Linked DNA regions of Mus musculus: region 1 is linked to region 2. The links are chromatin contacts, called in public HiChIP or PLAC-seq maps. All regions are on one chromosome and are shown on one strand. The core of a region is the stretch at or near the end of the contact, and the rest is flanking DNA. Distances in the headings are between cores, read along the strand shown. Region 1 has its middle 49 kb from the start of Gm38875. Region 2 overlaps Irak2 (interleukin-1 receptor-associated kinase 2).

Region 1 (4,000 bases), core at 1,181-3,680, 700 kb before region 2:
TGGATATGAGCATCTCTCTGAGATGATAAGAAAATGCTGGAATTAGATGGTTTATGACTGTGAATATTATTTTTTAAAACTGCATTATGTGTGTGTTGGGGGGGGGCTAGTTTTATGTTAACTTGACACAGCTAGAGTCATTTTGGAAATGGGAACCTCAATTGAGAAAATGTCCCCACTAGATTGGCCTGTGGGCAAGCCTATGGTGTATTCTCATAATTGATGGGTGAACCCAGTTCACGGAGGGTGGTGCCAGCCCAAGTCCAGTGCTTCTGAGTATATGGGAAAGCAGAATGAGAAAGCCATGAGGAGCAAGCCAATAAGGAGCACTCCTCCATGGCCTCTGCGTCAATGTCTGCCTCCAGGTTCCTCCCTTGAGTGCCTGCTCTGACATCCCTTGTTCCTACAGTATAACCTGCGAGTTGTAAGATGACGTAAACCCCATCCTCCCCAAACTAAGACAGTAGAAAAGGATGATTCTTACATCGATAACTTTTCAACACAGGTGCCATTTTAAAGGATAACCAGGTAAACACACTACTTAGGTTCCCTCCCATGACACATTCCTCTTTAATGCCTACGTGTATCGGTTATTCATTGGAAGCAATGCTGTGTAACAAGCAAGCACAAAACCTCAGTTAGTGAACTGCTAAAAATAAGAAGGTATTTGGCTCGTGAGTCACCTGGGCTTTGATTGGCAGCTCTGAATTTCCGTTAGTCCCACTTTTAATGGTTTCTTTGTTGGTGGAGGAGTAAAGTTTTGGTTGATCTCTGCCAGGACAAAGGAGATGACGTGGCTCTGAACTTAATGAGGTCTCCTCTAACATCGTGGGCATGTTTTCATAGTGAAGGCAATGAACGAGAAAGAGAGAGAGAGAGAGAGAGAAAATACAAATACACCGTGAAAATATACGTTCCCAGGGTTATTCTTCCATTATGTGTATGTGTATGTGCACGTGCATATGTGAAGGTGCATGCAAGCATGTGGGTCTGCCCTATGTGCTGTGACTAGAGGCCAACCTTGAGTGTCCTTCCTCAGGAACCTTCCACCTTTGTTTGATACAGGGTCTCTCCCAGGCCTAGAATTTTTCCCAGTAGGTTAGGCTAGATGGATGGGAAGCTCCAAGGATCTGCTTGCTTCTGCCTCCCATCTCTCTGTCACTGGAATTAGGAGTTCTAAGCACAAGCCACCATGCCCAGCATCTTATGAGGATCCTGGGGATCTTAACTCAGGTCTTCATACTTGTGAATCAAACACTTGACAGACCCACCCATCTCCCCAACTCTGTGCTTGCTAATTTTGCATGGGCCAGAATATCATCACACAGCCAAGTTCAGTGGCTAAGGAAACAGACTGTCATTTTAAGAGGGGAGGAACTCCAAAGCTGCGTGTCAAAAGAAGCATTTTTTAAAATCTGCTTCCATGGATATACAGGTGTGTGCCTGCCTGTGTGATTGCAGCTGTGTCTATGTGTGAGCATGAATGTGCATAGGCATGAATGTGTGCACACGCATACATAACTGCTGTGTGTGCATACATGTGCTTTGTTGTATGTATGAGCAAATCCTAGAAGCTTTTCTGCTTGAGTGCCTGTAGATCTGAACCTTCCTGGGTAAGTGTCTTGTTTAATGGACCAATAAAGTGTACTGCCCTAACCCAGTGGGATTCTAGAATCTTTGGGTCTGTTAAACAAGGTTTTGTAGTCAGGAACCCAATGCAAGAACCAGCTCTGCTACCACCTGGGTGGGCAAGTGACTTCAGACCCAGCCTTCTGACCATGAGGTGGGATCACCACTTCTCAGGTTCCTTTTGAGTGTCCTAGGAAGTGACACACCAGAAGGAGGGACTCGGAGCACACAGTGCACTGGGCTGTGGTTAACTGTGAGACTGAGTGGGGGTGGCTGTGATTTCCCCCTCCTGACTCTTCTCTCTGCCCCACATGCTTGACCCCTTTCCAGAAGCTGAAACTGAAAACTGAAAGCAGCTTCACGTCTCTTAATGTGTTGTCATGGCAACCGCTGGCTCCTGCTCATGGCTCTGTCGCCCCCTCACTGTGGGGCTGGGGTGTGGAGGAGGAGACATGGACTCACCAGAAGTCTCCCTTCTTCTGAAGATGTGGGAGGTCTGGCCCTGTCCTTGTGGCAAACACCCTACTCCTCCCACTGACCTTCAGCCACAGTTCAGGGATACAGGGATGAGCTGTTCAGAGTTCTCTGGGCATCCTTAGCCGCGGTGGATTCCAGGCCTTGGCTCAGAAAGTGGAGTCAGGTCTGAGGCATCTTGGAGGGGGCAATACCTGCGCAGTTTCAAATCTCCCCTCTCCTCTCGGGCGACTAAGGAAGAGGCGCATCCCTGCAAGCACAACCACAGGTGTCTGAGGGTGCCGGAGCTGGAATAACCCAATCACAGACCTGCTGGGGCTGTAATCTGTCACTTCATTTGGTGACTCATGCCTTCACTTACTCACGGATGTGTTTGCTTATCCATTCAATTATAGACTCTTCCGTTCACATTTAAATAACCATGCCTTCCTCTAAGTACTCACTGCTCTGAGCAAACATCCATTACTACCTGAGCTCTGAGAGTCGGGGAGATAATTAAGGTATAGCCTCTGCCGCCCTGTAGGGGTTCCAGGGTGGGGTTTTCTAACTGTAACAAGAAGAGGAGGAGGAAGAGGAGGAAGAGGAGGAAGAGGAGGAGGAGGAGGAGGGAGAGGGAGGGGAGGAAGAGAAGGAAGAGGAGGAAGAGGGAGAGGGAGAATGAGAGGAGGAGGAAGAGGAGGAGGAAGAGGAGGGGGAGGGGGAGGAGGAGAAGGAGGAGGAGGGAGAGGGAGGGGAGGAAGAGGAAGAGGAAGAGGAAGAGGAAGAGGGAGAGGAAGAGGAAGAGGAAGAAGAGGAGATGCCCATGGATAGACTGGTATTTTATTCTTTACAAAAAAACCCAGTACTCTGTAAGAAAAATATTATGTACATAGTGGTACACTGTGGTCTGGGGAAATGTTCAGGTGCTAATATTCACCTCTAGGACTTGAGGGGGTCATTTTTAGGACCACAACAGACACTGCATCCATGGGTGCAGTTCCTCTCCGTGAAATGGTACAGTGCTTGCACAAAGCCCTATGAGGCCAGCAGAGCCCAGTCTCTCTGCCGAGGTGAGACCAGGGGGACTTTAGACTCAGCCACAGAGAGAGTTGAAAGTCAGCCTGGGCTATGATGACCTTGTATCAAACAAACATTTAAATAAGACAATAAGTGAGGTCCTTTTCATCTATGCTCTGGAACACCAAGGTTGCTTGCTGACTGTGACTAGGGCAGAGGCACAGGGCATCACATAGACTGGGAACATATGTATAACCCACCCATTCTCTCCTGAGTAAGCCACTGTCAGAAGTCTTTATCTAGTCCCACCCCCTGTCCTTCTGACCCCTACCTCCAACACAAGGCCATATAAGTTTCCACCCACCCTCTATACCTCACAATAGGGACTAAATCTTAACACCCGAATCCTCAGAGAACACGTTCAAATCATGTCAGCCTTGAATGTCAGGGAAGGTAAAATGTTGGGCTTCCTCACACACAGAGGTGCTCAGAGGAAGAGAGGCTGTAACTTAGCAGGAGACCTGTGGCCAGCTTGGTGTAGAGGGTGAGGAGAGGCGGGAAGGGAAGAGGCACTGGTCTCTGGGTGGAACTGCAAGATGGTGAAGTATTTTCAGAGATAAAACAGTGATGGTGGACTTCAAAGGAGTCCTGGCTCCTGGGTAGGAGGCCAAGCTCAGGGAAGAAGCTGTTAGCTGAGACTGGGAACTTGATTCTGCCCCGACAGCCTCTCTCCATGAAAAGCAGAGGTAGCCAGTTCTCCAAATGGGAGCAGGTGTAACTGGAATTTATGTTCATTAGAAAAGAAGGCTCACTGTGACAGATAGGCAGTCCTAAGAGCAGTGTGGCGTCCACTGCTGGCCCAGTGTCCTCTGAGATCCCGGAGGCTTGAGTTCCCTCCCCT
Region 2 (4,501 bases), core at 1,280-3,779:
TAAAGGTATGAGCCACCACACCCAGCTTTGCCACTGAGTTTATTAACATAGGAAAGCATTAAAGAGAGAGAATGATTAGAACACCAGTTGGCTTGTGCAGGAGACCCTCAGCCCCGTTCCCAGTACAGCCAAGCAAAACCGAACAAAAGTGAGGAATTAAAAAAAAAATCAAGCCTTGGTGCCAATAATTCAAAAATCACAGAACAGGAATATGTGGAACACAAAGTCAAGTGACTGAGGGACTAGGAGTGAACTCGGTTGGTGTCGTGCTTGCCTCCCATGCACGCATGAGGCTCTGGGTTCGAGTCCCAGCACCGGCAAAGGAAAATGCCACTAAGCATTAAACACAAGACCAAGATGAGTTCTAGACAAAACAGCCAAATCCAGAACGCCACAGAACTTTTCTGTTTGGAATATGAGCTTGGGTGGACGAAGCCGAGAGCAGGGAGGCCAGAGATAAAGCTAAGAACTCTGTAGAACTATGGAAGACACTCAGAGCCCGGATAAACACAGTGGCCCATGCACGGTCGGTCCCCTCTGGATAAATGAGGAAAGACCATGAGGTTCTCCCACAGAGAACGCTGCCAGAGAAGCGTCCTGTAGGGACGGAAAGTTCCAGAGTTATGGTTTTAGTCACTGGAAACTCCACATCAGATTCCTAGCCAGCAGGAAGTGACTTAAGCAGGCCCAGGGTCCCCTTCCAATTGTTCACAAGGGGCAAAGAGGAACGTGTGACGTCATACCAAAGCTAGCCCAGCAAGGACACTGGTGTTAGTGGGGCTCCGTCAAGAGTACTAGCCAGAGCTTTGAGCTTCTGTGAATTTCAGTTTCCTCCCAGGAGAAACAGGAAGTGAACTTTGAAAAGAAATAGTTTAGTTTGCCAAAGCCGATTGTCTTTTAGGGTACAGATCCTTCTGCACTGCGCCCAGGAGTAGGACAAGCAGAGACGGAGGGAGAGACGACTCAGTCACTGCCAAGGGCTCCGATGAGGGCATAGCTCTTATTAATCTGGTCATGATGAAAAAGAGAAAAATCAAAGTCCTACCTAGCAGACTCAAGGAAACCACTGACTGCATCCAGGCAGTCAATCTTCCAGACTTTCCACCGGTGTGAACACTACTCTTCGGAACTGGTGTCCCACAAAAGGCCCTATGCTAACGGCGTGGTCCCAGCTTGGTTCCTGGAGGGGTGGGAGCTTTAAGAGATGAGACCCAGGGAGAGTCTCCCAAGTACTCAGAGACGTGCCCTCAGTGGGTATGGGAGTCCAGCGCCTTCCATAAAGAGGCTTTGCCATGAGACACTGCCACAGACACAAAGCAGAATCAAGAGACTACACGCTAAAATCTCTCCAATTGTGCTCTCCTCTTGCTAAGGCAATCGATTCCTGAGGGTGTCTGTCACAGTGCCTGAGAGCTGACAGACACAGCATGTGAGCAGCCCTGGTTCAAATCCTCCCAGGCACTTCCTTGCTGTGCATTTAGCAAAGGCCTGTCAGCTCTCCCAGAGCCTCAGTTTCCTTTTGGACCTCATGGGTGGCTATGTGGGCTAGGTGAACTCTATACACTGGGAGACTTGAGCTAGTGTTTGGCAATGTGTTATGTCCACAGAGAAACCATTGCTTCATGCTGATTCCCGAATCGTGGGGAAAGTCTACCTATCCTTACAGTCCTGCAGAACAGGACAGCCCACCTTCCCAGAATGACCCTCCTAAGGGTCATCTGCCTCTCCCCTCACTGGCCAAACTCTTTCCAGTATGGCAAGGGAAACCACTGTGTTCCTTCAGCCTCTTACAGATGAATGGCTCAGAGACACACAGTCACTTGCCTGAAGTCACACAGCTAGGCAGTGTACAAAGGCTGGAGTGCACTGGTGAGCAAGAAAGAGAGTGGTCCAGCTAAGGGGCTCCTGCAGGGGTGTCTGTGCACACTCCCAGGTAGATGAAACTTAAGAACCCCATTGTAGCCAGGCGGTGGTAGCGCACGCCTTTAATCCCAGCACTTGGGAGGCAGAGTCAGGCAGATTTCTGAGTTCGAGGACAGCCTGGTCTACAAAGTGAGTTCCAGGATAGCCAGGGCTATACAGAGAAACCCTGTCTCGAAAAAAACCAAAAACCAAACAAAACAAAATCAAACAAAACAAAACAAAAAGAACCCCATTGTACACAGACTCAGACAGATACTACAAGTCTTTGCCCCAGGAGCAAATGAGCGCAGAGAAACAAAGGCAGAAGTCTACCTGCTGATCCAAAGGAAGATTCATAGCTGTGGCTGTGGGCTTTTACAATCACTTTAGACGCTTTAGATCTTTCCATACTCCCACATGATCTCTGCCAGGATTCCAGCACAAGATCACCTTCTTTAGACTAGCTCAACAGCCAAGACTTTGGAGAGCAGGGACTATCACCCGCCTTCTCCCTCCTTTGGGGCACCGAAAACCAGAGTCCTGAGACCAGCTGGCAACTGCATATGGAGGGGCTAGGCTTGGGCTCAGGGCAGCCTCTGGACTGAGAAAACTGCAGCCACCTAAGGGTGACTCACAGGCAAAGAGCAGGAGCCCAAAGGAGGCCAGGGAGGATGAGGTAGGTGTGTATGTTTGTGTGTATGTGTGACGAGAGAGAGAGAGAGAGAGAGAGAGAGAGAGAGAGAGAGAGAGAGAGAGAGAGAGAGCAAAACAGAAACAGAGAGAGCAGGCAGGCCTACTAAGGAATTTCCTTGATTTCCTCAACCATCGTGAAGCCTCAGTGGACTCTGGGTAATTCTGCCATGTCCAGGGCTTGCAAACTCAGTGCAGTTCTCAGCAAAGGATATATAAATGGCCAATAAGCAGGAGCCCGAAAGCCTGTCTTACTGCCAAGCTTTAACAAGATAAATAGTAGCCGTCCTTCGGGCATGGGAACCAGGACAGCCCCTCTGGAAAACACGTGGCACCGTGTCCTATAAGAGTGCAGTGCGCACTGTACTCCTCAGCACGCCTAGGTTCACTCCCAAGGGAAATGAAAGCATGTGTCCACACTGACACTTTGACACAAATGTCCTGCAGAGTTTTCATGACTGCCCAAGAACGAGAGGAGCCCAAATGTCCCTCAGTGGAGACATGGAGAAGCAAAAGATTGGACATCCATACACTGGAGTATTACTTGAATATAAAAAAGAAACTGGCCGGGCGTGGTGGCGCACGCCTTTAATCCCAGCACTCGGGAGGCAGAGGCAGGCGGATTTCTGAGTTCGAGGCCAGCCCGGTCTACAAAGTGAGTTCCAGGACAGCCAGGGCTATACAGAGAAACCCTGTCTCAAAAAACCAAAAAAAAAAAAAAAAGAAAAAAAAAAAAGAAAGAAACTGGAAAGCTAGGCAGTGATGGTGCATGCCTTTAATCCCAGCCCATAGGAGGCAGAGGCAGGTGGACCTTTGAGTTCGAGACCAGCCTGGTCTATAGAGGGAGTTCCAGGACAGCCAGAACTACACAGAGAAACCCTGTCTCGAAAACCCAAAAGTTAGAGAGAGACAGAGAGACAGAGACAGAGAGACAGACAGAGACAGAGAGGCAGAGATACTAGAACAAGGAGCACAGCCCTGCATGTGAGAGACCCTGGGTTCTGTTTTCATCACTGGAAAAGGAGGGAGGAGAGTAAATGAGAGAAACTGAAGGGGTGGAAGAGAGACATGAGGGAGGGGACGGAAGGAAGGAAGGGGATACAGAACTCACATTGACTACAACGTGGATGACCCTTTAAGACTTGCTAAATGCTGAAGCCATTCGCAAAGGACAGTGCACGCAGGATGGTCCCACTCACATAAAATGCTACAACAGAAAACACCTAGAGCGGAGGGGGCAGGGGCGGCGGGATGTATGGTGTGCACGTGAGTGTGTGTGAGCACTCACAGAGGTGCTCCTTAAATGTGTGGATTATGTGATGGTTGATAATGGGTTTGTTTGTTTATCATTTGATTGCTTGCTGCTTACTTGGTTTTTGGCTTTTTGAGACAGACCCTCAAAAGTAGCCCAGGCCGGAGTGGAATTCCATCCTGATCTTCCTACCTCTACTTCCTACATTCGGGAATTACACATCTGTGTAATAGGCTTTCTTACCCACCAACCCCTGCCTCCCTCCCTTCCCTCCGCCCTCCTTCCTTCCCTCCTTCTCTTTGTTATGTCATTCCAGTAGCTGAGCCCAGGCCCATAGGCACAGTAAGCACACACTCTACCACTGAGCCACACTTCAGCCAGAGTTCCCTGGGCAATCCAGTGGTAATAGACATCTTCATGGGCACCCTGAGACTAGGACAGAGCCTGCAAGGAGGGGATAGGAAGGCTGAGGGCACAAAGGAGAGTCACCTCCCTTCATCTCGGATGTTCCCGTCCCAGCCCTCGAGCTCCCTGGTAGTGATAAAGAGTGAAAATACATTCAAGAGATAAGAGCTCAATGCCAGGTATGTATAATCATAGCTTTGGAGAAGCTGAGGCAGGAGGATCACCAGTTTGAGCTATACAATAGAAAGCTGG

The links. HiChIP or PLAC-seq counts read pairs in DNA pulled down with a chosen protein or histone mark.
Region 1: a contact with region 2 is called in an HNF4G HiChIP or PLAC-seq map of pancreatic cancer cells. The contact joins two enhancer-like sites. A contact is called at or near these places in 1 of 39 promoter capture datasets (hippocampal neurons) and 1 of 115 datasets of contacts at active chromatin or transcription factors (pancreatic cancer cells).

The regions. Positions count from the first base shown.
Region 1 is chr6:114,346,416-114,350,415 of GRCm38.p6, reverse strand. No RefSeq gene overlaps it. Among named protein-coding and RNA genes, the nearest start is that of Gm38875, 49 kb to the left of the region's middle. Within about 2 kb of position 2,430, at least 43 of the 459 cell types and tissues checked have an H3K27ac peak or open chromatin away from gene starts, as enhancers often do. A contact at or near this core is called in pancreatic cancer cells, where this site is marked.
Region 2 is chr6:113,641,254-113,645,754 of GRCm38.p6, reverse strand. All of the region lies in intron 1 of Irak2 (interleukin-1 receptor-associated kinase 2), which reads right to left. Among named protein-coding and RNA genes, the nearest start is that of Irak2, 5.0 kb to the right of the region's middle. Within about 2 kb of position 2,529, at least 38 of the 459 cell types and tissues checked have an H3K27ac peak or open chromatin away from gene starts, as enhancers often do. A contact at or near this core is called in pancreatic cancer cells, where this site is marked.